2 separate regions of the Mus musculus genome follow, and region 1 is linked to region 2. Evidence: chromatin contacts called from public Hi-C data. All regions are on one chromosome and are shown on one strand. The core of a region is the stretch at or near the end of the contact, and the rest is flanking DNA. Distances in the headings are between cores, read along the strand shown.

What was found. A called contact is a pair of places that touch in the nucleus more often than the background predicts.
Region 1: a contact with region 2 is called in a Hi-C map of bone marrow-derived macrophages, with 21 read pairs. The contact joins two enhancer-like sites. A contact is called at or near these places in 8 of 39 promoter capture datasets (the C10 cell line, the HPC-7 cell line, cranial neural crest and 5 more), 3 of 484 Hi-C or Micro-C datasets (bone marrow-derived macrophages, cerebellum and myocytes), 3 of 115 datasets of contacts at active chromatin or transcription factors (embryonic basal ganglia, epiblast stem cells and microglia) and 3 of 9 other capture datasets (adipose tissue, liver and pancreatic islet).

Annotation. Positions count from the first base shown.
Region 1 is chr1:131,500,102-131,504,172 of GRCm38.p6, reverse strand. All of the region lies in intron 2 of Srgap2 (SLIT-ROBO Rho GTPase activating protein 2), which reads left to right. Among named protein-coding and RNA genes, the nearest start is that of Srgap2, 25 kb to the left of the region's middle. Within about 2 kb of position 2,597, at least 20 of the 459 cell types and tissues checked have an H3K27ac peak or open chromatin away from gene starts, as enhancers often do. A contact at or near this core is called in bone marrow-derived macrophages, where this site is marked.
Region 2 is chr1:131,342,903-131,347,336 of GRCm38.p6, reverse strand. It overlaps Srgap2 (SLIT-ROBO Rho GTPase activating protein 2), which reads left to right. Exons shown (of 23, transcript NM_001081011.2): 9 at 1,474-1,575; 10 at 2,791-2,988. All of the region lies in intron 1 of Gm51644 (a long non-coding RNA gene), which reads right to left. Among named protein-coding and RNA genes, the nearest start is that of Ikbke, 66 kb to the right of the region's middle. Within about 2 kb of position 1,721, at least 21 of the 459 cell types and tissues checked have an H3K27ac peak or open chromatin away from gene starts, as enhancers often do. A contact at or near this core is called in bone marrow-derived macrophages, where this site is marked.

The DNA.
Region 1 (4,071 bases), core at 1,348-3,847, 160 kb before region 2:
ATTCACAGGTAGGTTGTGGCTCCTGGCCTGGCCTAATATGATAGTGGTGAGAACTGACTCAGTGTCTATTCTTTTCTTAGAATACCTGGCCCCTCTATCTCTCTCTTCCCTCTTTGCTTTCCTTTCAAAACTTGAAACTTACTTAATTTTGCTCTAGATGACATACACTTCTTTTGTGTATGTGCACATGTGTTGTGGATGCACATGTATGCATGCATGTAACCTACTTTTTGATACACTTTCTTGTTGGTCTGGGCCTTACTTGCTAGACTAGGCTACCTGGCTTGTAAACATCTAGAATCCACCCATATCTGTCTCCTTAGCAGCAAGGTTACAAGCCCCGGGCCACTATGCCAGACCTTTTTTCTTTGCTTTGGGTTCAGCCTCTGGTCCTTATCCTTGTGCAGCAAGTGCTTTACCAGCTGTACTATCTACCCCGTCTCCCACTTCTTTTTTCCAAGTGCTTTCCCTTTTCCTTACCTCCAGGCAATCTTTTTAAACCCCTGTTGATTCTGTACATTTCTGTTCATGAGTTAAAACCAAATCAAACCCCTGCTCCAGGGTACCTTTGCTGTGGCAGATGAACTTGAAAAGCTCCAGTGAGGGGCCTGCAAAGACGGAGGCCTGACCACAAGTCCTAGAATGTGATGAAAGTGACAAAGCAGGAGTACTATCAACCTTGAAATCACCTAAAAGTGCTCCTGATCATGAAATCTGAGTTGACGCCCTCATCTCCCTTAAATGAAATTCCTTAGACTTCATTTTTAAGAAAACAAAGCAGGGGCTGGAGAGCTAGCTTAGTGGATAAAAGTGCTTACTGTTCTTCCAAGGGACCCAAGTTTGGTTCCCACGTTCTGTTCGGACCCAAGTCTAGCACTCAGACAACTCACAGGTGCCTGTAACTCCAGCTCAGGCGATTCAACACCTCTGGTCTCTGAGAGTACATGCACTCACATGCCCTTGCTCACACACAGACACATATATGTCCAATTTAAAATACAACTAATCTTTAAAAAATAAGCAGATAAAACCTTCTATATTTCTTTTTTTTGGTCTTTAGTAATGCAGAGAAAGTGGGATTTAGAGTTAAGAAGGCCAACATTATAGGCCATTCAGTAGCTTTGCTATACTGAAACTTTTCCAGGTTTTCTGTGCTTCTGTCTCTTTTGAACATATGACTAATATATGATGGAATAGCCACCAATCCATAGTGTCCTTGTTAAGTTTATATATGAAAAATTCTTTGTGGCTAACTAAAGACCATCTACATGCCAGATATTTTTCATATTACATCAGTTTTCTGTGTTGTGTTTGATTTGCATATACTTGATGCGTTTCAGTTGCAGTATGGTCTTAGGAGTTGCCATCTTAAGAACTGAAAGGAAACACATAGCATACTTTTCATGGCAAAGTGTGTTTGAACTCCATCAAATTGACAAATAATGTTGTTATGCAGTGTACCCTATTGGTAAATTAATTGAGGTTGTCTTCAAATTTGGTGCAGATGGAAAGATTTATTTCGTACTTCATTTGTTCCTGTCCCTGGTGTTTCGCAATGTTGGGCACTTAAAGGGTGATTATGGTATTCTGTTGGTAGTTCAAGAGTTGATAGTTTTAAGCATGACCTATAATCATTTGTATTTAGTAATAAATCAAAATACCTTGAGAATATCAAACCCATTGATTTTAGAAATGAGAATGGGAACTCAGATGTCCTTCTTACAGGTCAATTTTGGTGTTGTACTACTTTTTTTCCTCTAAGTTTGATAAATTCAGGCTTGTAAAATCAAATTTGATTGTAAAATACTATATAAAGGAAAGGCACATGTCTTCTGGGTGGCTTCCTAGCAGGGTACATTTTTTTCAGAACCTTTCCCCTCCCCCCTTTTCAAGATGACATTTTCGACTAAGTAAGAAACCATTTCCAAATTCTTTCTTGGGGGAGAAAGCTATCTCAGAAAAATATATGAAGAGGGAAAACCAGGAAGGATAGAATGTTTATAGTCACTTTTACTTCCTGGAGATGCTCCTGGTTTTGAGACAGATTCTCTCAGAGGATCCCAGGCATACCTTGGTACTCACTGTATAGCTTAGGATAAAAGGTAGGCTCCTCCTGCCTGTACTTCCCACTGTTAAGATTCAAATAGGTATTTGTTAGTGTTGACTGTAAAACATTTTTCTACAGGGAGCATTCACATTCCCAGAGTCAAGTAAGTGTTTGTAGAGCAACAGGATACAACCACAGAGGCAGCTTGTCACATATCCTCTCCACAGAGTTTAAAGAAAAATGTGAACTACTTTGTTAGCTAGCAGCCAGTGGGCTTGAGTACTTTAGGATAGATTTTTCATTTTTGTTCCTCTCTGGGCAGCTTCTTTCATTTCTGCAGGGATTATGTAATGTTGGAGTCACCCCATATCGAATGTATTCTTGGCTTGATTTGGTTTCACTGTTCTTAGGTTCCCTTTGTCTTATCTTCCAGGCTTGTCACTCTGAATGCTTAAATCATTAACAATTCATTTAAAGTCTTAGCTCTTTCCATTTTCTACCACCCTACAACCTGGGTGTGGTGGGAACCTGTACAGGCCTGCCTGGCTGGGCCACACCTGAGCTCCTTAGTATTTTGGTTGTCAAAAGGTCTTGGACTAAGCAGATTGATTGGCATGGAGAACAAGCTACTGAAAGAAAGCCCTTGTGAGGAGAGGACCACAGGATAGAGGACCATGGCCCAGAGTCAGTCTCCTGGACCTGAAGATCTGACCCTTAGCACCTAAGCTGTCTTTCCATGGAGCAGCCTTTGTTCTCTCTGCCTCTGTTTTTGTACTTGTGTTTTTCTTCTTTTAGACAATCAAAAGCACTCTTATTTCTGTCATTACATTTATTTGTTGTAGAGACAAGAATGTAAGTCCTTTCCTCCCATGGTGCTAGGATTGAACCTCAGGACCTTTACATACTAGACAGATATCTACACTGAGCTGCAGACCTGCAGGAAGTAAAGTTTTGATAGAATGACACGATGTATCACTTGCTGGGCTGTGCAGTAACAAAGATGTTCTAGTGGTCTCTGTGAAACAATAGGAACATGTAATGAGAAATGCATTCATTGGCTGATTTTTGTCATAGTGTGACTGTGGTGGACAAACCTAGATGTAGGTGTAGGTTAATTATTCACTTCTTGATGCTAAGTAAGAGGTGTGGTAAACACATAGATGTATGCATCTGCTGCTACTAGTGATACAACATGCTGTTTTACAAGAAGTTTATTTTTACATAAATAATATATTCTAACATAAAAGTATAGCTTAGAAGATGACAAGCAAAATAATTGTTGTCATTATCAAGTATTATATATGTGGATAATTATATGTGCTGTACTTTTATATGGATATGATTGGCGATGCAGTGGGTTTGTTGACACAGCATCACCACAAACATGTGAGTAAAGTGTTAAGCTATGTGGTAATACAAAGGCCACAATATCATTAGGAGACATAAATAGTTGAGCTCCAGTATAATAGACATATATAGTCCATTGTGGTCCAAACTGTGGTTATAAGGCATATAACTATTAGATGTGTGTGTACATACATGTGTATGAGCACAAATCCATCCATCTTTTATTCCAGAGATAGTTTTAATCTGCATCTAATCTTCCTCCTCTTCCCCCCCCCCCCCCCAGATAGGGTTTCTCTTGTAGCCTTGGCTGTCCTGTAACTCACTCCATAGACCATGTTGTCCTCAAACTCAAGAGATCCTCCTGTTCCTGTTGGCTCCTGTTGGGATTAAAGCCACCACCTCCTTCTTCTTTTTAACACAGGTTTGATCTTTACAAATACACATTATCATTAGTATGTGACATCTTAGTGTCTTTTAATAGAGAACTTCAAGTACCAGTGTTTTTATATACTGAGTTGTTTTGTTCTTGAGACAGGGTCTCACTCTGTAGCCCTGGCTGGCCTAAAACTTGCCATTTAGACCAAGTTGGCCTTGAACTCAGATCTATTAAACACTGCATTGCTTCCCAATTGTAGGGATTAAAGGCATGCAACATACTGTAACCTATCAATATTTTT
Region 2 (4,434 bases), core at 472-2,971:
AGAATTTCCCATTCTGGCTTAGAGATGAGATGTCAAGTTATTCTTGCATCCTGCTAACAGGCATTCTGCCTCATTGTGGGATATTTGTAGGCAGAAGAAAGGAGCTGCCTGGAAGTCCTTTAAATGGGGCCAAAGTTCAGGTAGCATTTTAATGGAAGCTCTGGAATTAGCTACACTGGTGTTCTCGGACTGCAGATATGGCAGATGGCAGCTGCTCTTGGATGCACTAGGACTTGGTGCCTGTTTCAACTCTTGGTGCACCCAGAGGTTTGAGGGCACTGGATGCACAACTGGTGACATCAGGGCCAGAAACAGAAATTTCATTCTTGGCAGTAACCCATCTGGCCAACAAGCTTTCTCCATTATGTCTACTTCTAAAAGCCATAGTGAAATCAGCTCCAAATCTTGAACAAGCCTCTCAGATGAAGAAGAGATCAAATCAGTTGGAATCTTAAATACCAAAGGGGAAAAAGGTCAATTTCCAGTCTCCTCCATTTAAAGAGAAGTTTTATTTTTTTTTGAGTAAGAGAGTGGTTTACAAATATATGAATATACTCAGTCTTTGCTGAGGATAACAGAGCCAAATTCTATCCATATGTCTCTTCTGGTAAGAGCTAAAGGACACTTGATAATAAAGTGACAGGCACTTCCTCCACATGGGTCCTATCCTTCACTTCCTAGCCTTCTGCCTGTCATCCGTCATCCAGGAGATCGGATTACCTCATACCATAGCCTCACCTTTATCTATAGACTCTACGTCAGCTGTTCCTTCACAGAAGATAGAGTTGGTTAATTGGGGATGGGGGTACAGGGGATCTCACACCTAGTGGGATACAATGATGGCTATTTAAAGATATCAAGTTCCTCCTGTCAGATCTCATGCCCTCTGGGGCTCTCTAACTTGAGCTTATGAACTTGCTCCCAAATTCACATAAACTCTTTCCCATTGGCTCAAAGCTCTCGTGCATGACCCAGATTTATAAACATACATGCTGCCAGCAGCAGCAAGTTAGCTTCTTGGCCCACTTCTCTCCTGCTTTTTAACTCTAGTGTATGAAGTGGGAGGAGGGAAGAGCCAGAGAGGTGACCACTTGGACCTTTGGCAGGAACTTCACTGTGCCAAAGTGTTGGGTTTCTGAACCAAGGGCTTCTTGAAACACTCTTGTCTAGCCTCCTCAGAATTCCCTGAATCAGCAGCTGCTGCTAGACCTACCCTGCCAACCACCTGCCTGCCTTTGAGTTACAAAGAGAGAAACAGTCTTTCCAAATAGATTCTCCTCCCCTTTCACATATCCTTTGGTCTAGAAGTTCACATGCATACTTTTTTTTTTTTTTTTTTTGCTCATAGAAACTGCAAGCCTTCCAGTAGTTGGGATGCAATACAATGTAAATTGTTTTGAGCAGTAGTGAGAACTCTGGAGTCCTCAAAAGATATATGTCCTCTTCCTGACCTTCTGTTGCTTTTTCTGACAGGCCTCTCAACTCTGTGCCCAGCAGCCTGTCCAGAGTGAGCTGGTGCAGAGATGCCAACAGCTGCAGTCTCGCTTATCCACTTTGAAGATTGAGAATGAAGAGGTGTGTTTCCTTCCTAGGAAGCTCGGAGCCACTGTTTCCTTGTTGAACTACTTATGGCTGTCCATCAGGGGCAAGTAGAAGGAGCATGCAGAGAATGTCCAGGCTATTGCAGAGATTTCCTGGCCAAATAGAGGCTAGCGCTTTCCCTGCTGCTACATCCTGCCCTTGAAATTCAGGAAGTTGTTCGTACATTGCCAAAGGTTGTGCTCTATTTTAGGCTTTTACAAAATGCCCCTCCCCACTACACATTTAATCAAAGTGGCACTTGGCCACTGTGGGAACAATATCAAGTCTCTGAAATGACCCACTCATGACTGGCTTTTTCCAGCATTTTCAAAAAGAAACCTTTTGACTTTGACACTTCAGACATCTCTCTCCTCTTACAGGAGGGTGACTTTTTTTTTTCTAAACACAGAATATTTTCTTTTAATATCCAGTTTAAAAAGGCAATTTTTAAAAGTTTAAAAACAATCCAGTTTAAAAAGGTAATCCAGGTTTCCATTGAGCTCAGATGGCTTTTTCTTGTATTTTAGTAAGTCTTAATTTTACTAAGAAGTAGGGTTGGGTCACTTAGTTTGCAAATAGGAAAGCAAACCCATTCATTGATTGAAGGTCACGAAACAGTGCCAGGAACATTGAAGGACAGGATCTATCACATATTTTCATCAGCTCCAGTATGTTGGAAATACTGTTTTGCAATTATGTTATTCTGTTTCCCTTTGCACTTTCATTATAATAAAGAAATAGGTTAAAAACACTGGTTGCTCTTGCAGAGGACGCAGGCTTGGCTTCAGCACCTGCATGGTGGCTCACAGCCATCCCTACCTTTAATTCCAGCAACTCCAACCCCCTCTTCTGGCCTCCACAGGAACCAGGCATCACATGACACACTCACATGCAGGCAAAACATCTACACATACGATAAGTCTCTTTGAAGAAAGTAAACATTACATAAAAGGTACACAGCAGAGAAAGAGTGGAGTTTAGGTGTTTGCTGGAGAGAGCAGTGAGCTGAAACTGGGTTCCTGTGATGTTCATCACTCAATCACTCAGTACTGTTCAGTGAGAAGTGCAGCTGTGATCTGCTGGCATCCTTCCTTCCTACCCCTCTCTTGGGAAGAGAGACATTCCTCCTCTCAAGCTCCTCCTAGTTGCTCTATCACCTGCCATTTTAAAGCCTGCTTCTCATGATTATTTTGGCCATTATGGTTATAGGTGAAAAAGACAATGGAGGCCACCCTGCAGACCATTCAAGACATTGTGACTGTTGAGGATTTTGATGTATCTGACTGCTTCCAGTATAGCAATTCCATGGAGTCTGTCAAATCAACTGTCTCTGAAACATTCATGAGCAAGCCCAGCATTGCTAAGAGGAGAGCGAACCAGCAAGAGACGGAACAGTTTTATTTCACGGTAAGGGCACTCTTTGGCCTTATAAGAACATCAGTAGACACTGACGCCCACAGGAGCTTTGGAATCAAGAGTTTTTGCCAACTGTCTGAAAAGCAAGCTTTAAATGCACAAGATTTGAGCCTGGCATACTTGGACACCACCTTGACACTTAAAGCAAAAACATCTACAAGTTCTATGTGTCTTCTGGGGCCCTCAAAGAAAGGGATGCTCCTAAAGAAATCACTTAGAAAAAAATCAGGGAAACTTTTAACCAGCTAGTATAGAAGCCCTCTCACTCACAAGAGATCATGGCAAGGGAATTAAGTTTATTGGTTTTTGAGAACTATATTCAAATATCTTTGCCAATATGTATATTGTTTTAAGAAATTTAAAGTCTCTCCTAAGTGATTTGAATACATTATCATATAAGTTCCATTATTAGGAAGTTATTTTTTCTAATTATTGGTGAAAGTTAAAGAGACTTAAATGAGCAACTTGGTGGGTTTGTAGAGAATTCTAGAGCAGTATATTTTATTCATTTCTCTCAGATCTCCTTTTAGATGAGTAGATGTGTATCTATGTGTGTCTGTGTGTACAAAAGTTAATAGTTTTTGTTTGTTTGTGTTTGTTTGTTTGGTTTGGTTTGGTTTTTCAAGACAGGGTTTCTCTGTGTAGCCCTGGCTGTCCTGGAACTCACTCTGTAGACCAGGCTGGCTTTGAACTCAGAAATCCACCTGCTTCTGCCTCCCGAATGCTGGGATTAAAGGCGTGTGCCACCACGCCTAGCTAGTTAATAGTTTTTAAAAAGCTGTTAGCTGATCTTTTGTTTAATAATTAAATTGTTTTGAACTTGCCAAGTCTGACTTTTGCCTGTACCAAAATTTATTTCCTTATCTTATGATGACCAAGAAAAGAAAAACTGACTTTTCAGTTGTAAGATACCACATGGCCATTGACAATCCACACTGAGCAAATGAAAGGACGTCAATTGTCTTCCAGTCATGAAGCACACTCAGCATGGAGCAAATTAGATTTGTCTTCCAGCTGGGACAATTTGTTTAATTTTTTTCTTTGTGCACTCTCCTTTTTTCTTTAAGAGCCCTAACATGATTGATTGGTGTTTTTGTAAATCTGTTTCACTTAGTTAAACTCCAAATCCTTGGTGTTTTTGTAGTTTTAAATCCCAAAGAAGACTTTTAAAAGAATATGATTTAAGAATATTGTTCTAAAACAACTCAAAATTTTTTGTTATATAAAGAAAAACATTTTAAAACATGGTCATTATGTAAAACTTAGAAGCAGAAAGAAGAAAATAAATTCATATGAGGCATGTATTTAAAATTATATTTACAAAAATGAGATGTTGTATATATTGCATTATAAACTTAAGTCATTTAATTATATTTTCAAATTGCTTGGGATGCAGTTGTTTGTTTCTTGGTAGAACTTTTATGTGCTGGGAAAGAA